Linked DNA regions of Mus musculus: region 2 is linked to region 1. Evidence: chromatin contacts called from public promoter capture Hi-C data. All regions are on one chromosome and are shown on one strand. The core of a region is the stretch at or near the end of the contact, and the rest is flanking DNA. Distances in the headings are between cores, read along the strand shown.

Evidence for each region. Capture Hi-C pulls out chosen DNA fragments and counts their contacts.
Region 2: a promoter capture Hi-C map of adipose tissue shows a contact between it and region 1, with 2.5 times the contacts expected there. The contact joins the promoter of Zfp106 here to the promoter of Rpusd2 in region 1. A contact is called at or near these places in 1 of 39 promoter capture datasets (erythroid cells) and 2 of 9 other capture datasets (adipose tissue and liver).

The regions. Positions count from the first base shown.
Region 1 is chr2:119,033,359-119,036,576 of GRCm38.p6, reverse strand. It overlaps Rpusd2 (RNA pseudouridylate synthase domain containing 2), which reads right to left and starts at 1,787. Exons shown (of 3, transcript NM_173450.3): 1 at 1,109-1,787. The coding sequence starts at 1,753.
Region 2 is chr2:120,562,072-120,565,289 of GRCm38.p6, reverse strand. Zfp106 (zinc finger protein 106) reads left to right here and starts at 1,431. Exons shown (of 22, transcript NM_011743.3): 1 at 1,431-1,603.

The sequences.
Region 1 (3,218 bases), core at 538-3,037:
GTCTTAGTGGCAAGGACCTTTACCTACTGAACATCTCACCATCCTGACAGAAATATATTTGAAAGTAAATGTCTTTTAAATAGAGAGACAACCTCTACTAGTTACGAACAAACAACACAAGTTCAGAGCTCTAGGCTCTACACACAGATTTGATACAAGCTCACTACATACTCTTGGGCAAGTCATTTTAACGCCTCTAGGACTTGGTTTAAAAACCTATGGTTTTCAAAATCTGTATGGGGAAGGTTATTTCCAAATCCTGAAATTCTCCTTTTCTCCTTACAATCTCTGTGAGCCAGTGTTAATGATAGTAGTCTCACTGAATTTAAAAAAAAAAAAAAAAGGCTGGAGAGATGGCTCGGTGGTTAAGAGCACTGACTGTTCTTCCAGAGGTCCTGAGTTCAATTCCCAGCAACCACACGGTGGCTCCCAACTATCTGAAATGGGATCTGATGCCCTCTTCTGGTGTGTCTGAAGACAGCTGCAGTGTACTAAAATAAAATAAATAAATCAAAACAAAACACCTGCCTAGTATCTATCCCTGACTTCCTAATTCTATACACATGGGAAACGAGTTTCAGTGTTAATATGAGCGCACACTTTGGGAATCGTACTGTTGCCTTACTTTGAGGTTCAGTTTGGTCACAAAGGGGAGAAGAAGCAATGCAAACTCCCCAAAGTTGCCACTTGAGTTTAATGTTAGAGTGCACAAAACGCTTAACTTTGTTCCTGATACAGTTAAGAACACATAAATGAGGTCTCTATTATTATTTGTACAGAGATATATCATGCAGGGTAGAAAGTAGGCAGTGCCCTTGCCACAAGGCAGATATTAAAGGAACATGAGAATTTCCATTTTGTTTGTTGGAAACAAACAGCCTTGCTGGCAAGGATGATCAGGTTAAGTTCTGGAGCGTGGGAAGGCTATCTAACCTACTTGGGGCTGTGGGAAGCGGGGACTAAAAGAGCACCAAGAGAAAATGAGATTGTTTCTGAATTACCATCACTTTACTCCCATACTTATAAGGTGTGTCTGAGAAAACAAACAAACAAAAAAAATCCCAAAACCTTCCCTCCTTTTCTCAAAGCTAGTTCCATCAGACACCACCTTGAGCACGATGCTGAGGTCCTGGACTGGTTCCTCGTTGAGATGCAGGCGTCCTGCCCGGACAGCGGCCTCGTAGTAAGACAGTGGCTGGGATCGGAACTCGGTGCTGAAGACGTGCAACAAGCTGCGGCCCACCCAGCGACCTTTACAGTAGGTCTGGAAGTCAAAGTAATAGGGCCGCACCTTGCGCAGGCCGCCCTCGAAGTAGTAGGTAGTCTCTGCGAAGTGCTCATCGCTAAAGCTCACCCCGGTGCGCCGTTTCTTCGGAGGCGGCACGACCCGTTCCCCAGTGGCGCCCCTCCGCTTTTTCCTCTTGCCTGAGTCGGCGACTGGAGCTGGGGTCTGCTCTCCGTTGCTCGGGAGCTGCCCTTCGCCTCCCTGGGCCTGGTCCCCGCTCTCCGGGACCTGCTTCCCTACCGCCGCCGGCTCCAGGCGCTCCAGGAGCGGCTCTCCGCTCGTGTTGCTACCAGCATCTCCATTTGGCTGAACCAAAGCCTTCAGCCCGCCCGCTGCCTCGGCTTGCGCAGACAGTGCCTCAGTCATCGCCTTCCCACAGCTACCCCAAGTCCGGACAAAGCTGTGGGACCAGAGCGCCACCTGCCACTGCACAATGTCCCGTAGGCAGCCCGGGACACCCCGCCACATGACAGCACGGCTAGCCGCTTCAGGGTCGCAATCTGATGGCGTCACAAGGTAACAACCAATCAGGAAGATCCCAGTACAGAGGCGGGTTTGCAAGAAGGGAAAAGTGAGTTGTTTTCAGAGTTAGGTGTCTGAGGAAGTCCTTGCTTGGAGTACCCTTATGCCCAAGGTCACAGGTAGACTCATTGAAGAGATCAGATGGTATTTCCTAAAGGAAATCTTCGGGAGTGCTCCACATAAAAGACTTGAATGGAGATGATGGTACACATTTCAAATAGATAAGCGCTATTTTCCTGGGTCTGTAAAAAACGCCTAAAAGTGTACTTAAAAGAGGCAGAGCCCGCAAGGTATCGCACACCTGTAGCTCAGAAGGAGCATCAGGAGTTTCAGTTCTATGGTTATTCAAGAGTGTGTCTCAAAATAAAAGCAGACAAGCAAAAGAATAGTAATTATTATTGTTTTAAAAAACGAATACAAGGCAAACAAGCAGGAAAAAAGTACCAATCAGAATGAAAGTTGCTACAGCTATGACTGTATTAGTACCAATTTGTCTACTTTGCTTTTACTTTTGAGGGACAGTGTTGGAGAATCCTAGAGTATCAAGCACTCGTTCATTTAAGTATACCCAGTACTGCTATTGTATGACTTAAAGGCTGCATATTATAGTATGTTACATACCTTGATAAAGCTATTATTATATATATTATATATTACATATTATATATAATTGTATATGTACATATGTATTATAGACATACTCCCCAGAAGCAATTTTTTTCACACCTGCCCTTCCTGCTAACAGCATGAAAAGAACTAGAGATTGCCTATTTGACTTCCATGAACTCTTATCCAGAACCACTTGCACATTAGAACTTCAAATGGATCAAAATTTTATTGCCAAGGTCTTATGTGTGTATGTGTGTGCCAGTTGCATGCACTTGTATGTATGAGTGTGTGCAAAGGTGAGAGGTCAACCTCAGATGACCTTTCTCTGGTGCCGTCCATTTTGTTTAATGAGACAGGGCCTCTCACAAGCATGTACTGCAATGCCCACCTTTTTAATGTCGGTTCTGGGGATCGAACTGAGGTCTATGTTGCATGACAAGCACTTTACCAACTGAGCCTAGCCCTTCCTTTATCTCCCTAGCCTGCTAGGGTTCTTAAATGCAAAATGCTGAAAACTGCACTGGCTAACTTCATCAGAGCAGGGATTACTGGGAGGATGTTAGTACTTCATAGGATTCATAAAAGAGTTGAAGTATAGACTGAGGAAAGAGACCAAATCAAGGCAAGCAAGGCCTCTGAAAACTATCTGTTGCTGGAGAAGAACCCCACTTGGGATGCTGCCACTGTGAGACTTGCTGCTGTGCCAATTACTCTTTGCCCCCACAACCCTTTGTCCCTTGAAAATCACTAAATATATCAGTCTCTTTGTGATCCTATCTCAAGATCTGGAATCCTACAAGGG
Region 2 (3,218 bases), core at 182-2,681, 1.5 Mb before region 1:
ACACAAACTTTATATGCCCCAGAACAGGGGAACGCCAGGGCCAAAAAGGGGGAGTGGGCGGGTAGGGGAATGGGGGTGGGTGGGTATGGGGGACTTTTGGTATAGCATTGGAAATGTAAATGAGCTAAATACCTAATAAAAAATGGAAAGAAAAAAAAAGGATTGGGATAATTATGGATGTAATACTGTAGTTCTCAATTAGGGACATTTTTTGCCCTCCAGGGGGACACTGGGCAGGGTCTAGAGAGTTGGGGGAACATTATCTTAGAATGCACTAGACAGCAACTGGTAACAGTTATCTGCTTCAAACTGTAAATGTTGCCTGGCATGGTGGCGCGTGCCTTTAATCCCAGCACTTGGGAGGCAGAGGAAGGCGGATTTCTGAGTTCAAGGCCAGCCTGGTCTACAAAGTGAGATCCAGGATAGCCAGGGCTACACAGAGAAACCCTGTCTCGAAAAACAAACAAACAAACAAACAAACAAACAAAACAAAGCAAAGCAAAGCAAAAACAAAAACAAAAACCTGTCAATGTTGTGAAATCCTGGTCTATGGTTATTTTGGTCCTCACTTATATTGGCATTTCTTGAACTATGTCTCTGAACTTAGAGCAAAGCACTTCTGTATGTAATCTCCCTTAAAGGGGAAGTAGAAAAAGCAGCCTAGCAGACCTTAAATGCTTTAAGGACTTGTGATGTCACAAATACACAATTGGAAGAATTCCCTAAACCTTTAGAAGGAATCTGGATTTACACATAAATGAAGGTAGCTGTTTATTTTGATTTGAGGCTTTAACGTATTTATTTATTTATTTAGGTTTTTCGACAAAGGGTTTCTCTGTGTAGCCCTGGCTGTCCTGGAACTCATTCTGTAGACCAGGCTGGCCTAGAACTCAGAAATCTGCCTGCCTCTGCCTCCCAAGTGCTGGGGTTAAAGGTGTGCGCCATCACTGCCTGGCTAGGCTAAGATTTAAATTGAGTTCTGTCCTTTGTTGAAACAGTATCACATTGTAGCCCAGGAACTATGTAACAGCTTTGCCTAGCCTTGAACTCCCGTTACACTCTGCTCTCAACCTCCAGAAGCAGAGGTGAGCTACCATGCCTAACTTGGAATCTATCTGTTCCAAAGTTTCACAAGGAAGGAATAGTTTTGAAATGTAGTCAAGACACTGCCACAGCTTATGGTGGAGGGCTTAGAAAGTAGGGGAAGTCCAGAAAGAGCTTGGAAAATGGGGAAAACAAACAAACAAACAAACAAACCAAGAAAAAGAAGGTGCAGCCAATTGGTTTGTGCAAAAGACCTATCTGGGCTCTTCATCCTTTTTGAGTAAGGCCACTTGTCTGGTGTCCGTTGTTCACTTCTTATGTTCAAATAAAGCTAGATGGTTGAAAAGGGCGGATGGAGTGGGAGGGGAGAGGGAGCGTGCTGAGTTGCGTGCGCCTGCGCGCTTGCGCGATGGTGGTAGTAGCGGCGGCGGCGGCGGCGTCAGTGCCCGGCGGGGAGCGGGTCCCGGGCCGCCGCCGGACCGGAGGCTAAGGGGGCGTCTGGGAGCTCCCTCGCCGGGTCCTCGGCGGCCAGATGGCGTAGGAAGGTCGGGCTGTGAGTGTGAGTAAGGAGGATGCGGCCTGGTTGGGCGTATCGGAGCCCGAGGGTCTGCCCCCTGGACAGGTGGTGGAGCTGCGCCTGCATGCGACCACGCTACGATGCCCCTTCTGACCTGTGTGGGTTTAGGGTTTATTGGCGAGCGGTGCGTCTGGCTTCTGGGCACAGATTCCAGCAAGGGCAATCCGATTCTGTTCGCAACCCAGACTGGACGCGTGGCTCCAGGTTTTTGACCTTTGGGGCAGGCCCTGACCTCTGTCGGCATGGGGTCTAGTCTAGGAGGAATCTCAGCCTTAGTTTAAAAGCTGTAGGTTTCAGGCCAGGGCCATCTCTAGCCTTCCGAGACTAACAGTGTCGCCTCTTTTTCCTGCTTTTGAGGACTCTACTTGTGGGATGCGTCTTAGCAATGTAGTAGCAACTAGTGGAACGGTATGTGTCCATTTAATATTTAGTACGATTTTGGTGCGTAGTGTGGAGAGGAGATTATTGCACCGCCTCCCGTTTCAGTCTGTTAGGTATAGTCATCTTTGAAAGTAACGTAAACTATCTTTTTGGGGAAGTTCCAGATTTCAGTGTTGTGTGTGTGTGTGTGTTTTTTTACCCCAACTTGGAAGCAGATTACAGTTCTAGCCACCATATCGGTTTATATTAAAGTGATTCCAATCACAGACTGATTAAGAGCCAAATCCTGTTCTAAAACTACAGGGGGGAATCTTAAAAGTGTAACGCCAAAAAACGAAAGAATGAATGATCAGATTCATCTACGAGTTACTTAGTATCTGCTTTGCGTGTGATAAGTACATTCAGGTGTGTCTTGGGAATTTAACAAGCTGTTGTAGTAGATGTTTTTGGGTAGTACTTTTTACATGAGGTACTGAGATACTGAGAGTGATTTGTTGAAGTTTTCACGTTGTGGAGTTAGTGAACTTCATCTCCGGTGATGGCTACGCTCATCTCTTTCTGATACACCCAATTAGACATTCTTTTTTTGTTTTTGTTTTTATTTTTGTTTTTTGAGACAGGGTTTCTCTGTATAGCTCTGGCTGTCCTGGAACTCACTTTGTGGACCAGGCTGGCCTCGAACTCAGAAATCCGCCTGCCTCTGCCTCCCAAGTGCTGGGATTAAAGGCGTGTGTCACCATGCCCGGCTTTTTTTTTTTTTTTTTAAAGACTTATTTGTTATTATATCTAAGTACACAGTAGCTGTCCTCAGATGCACCAGAAGAGGGCGTCAGATCTCATTCCGGATGGTTGTGAGCCACCATGTGGTTGCTGGGATTTGAACTCAGGACCTTCGGAAGAGCAGTCGGTGATCTTAACCACTAAGCCTCTCTCTAGCCCCAAATTAGACATTCTAAGCACTCCTTCGAGATCGGACTGAACTACTAGATACAGAAAATAGTAGAGTTTATTTTGATTCATAGTTTTGGAGAGAATCTGGCTTATGTAGCCCAGACTGGCCTCAAACTTGATCCTGAGTTCAATCACAGTGCTGGAATTTCGTACAGCCCATCGTAGATTTTAACTGGAGAGAGGGTCAAGATGGATTTTTGAAGAGAGCTTCAACAGTCAGGAAAGAAAAGGTGTGAAGGGATTTCATCAGTCTGGTGCAGAACCA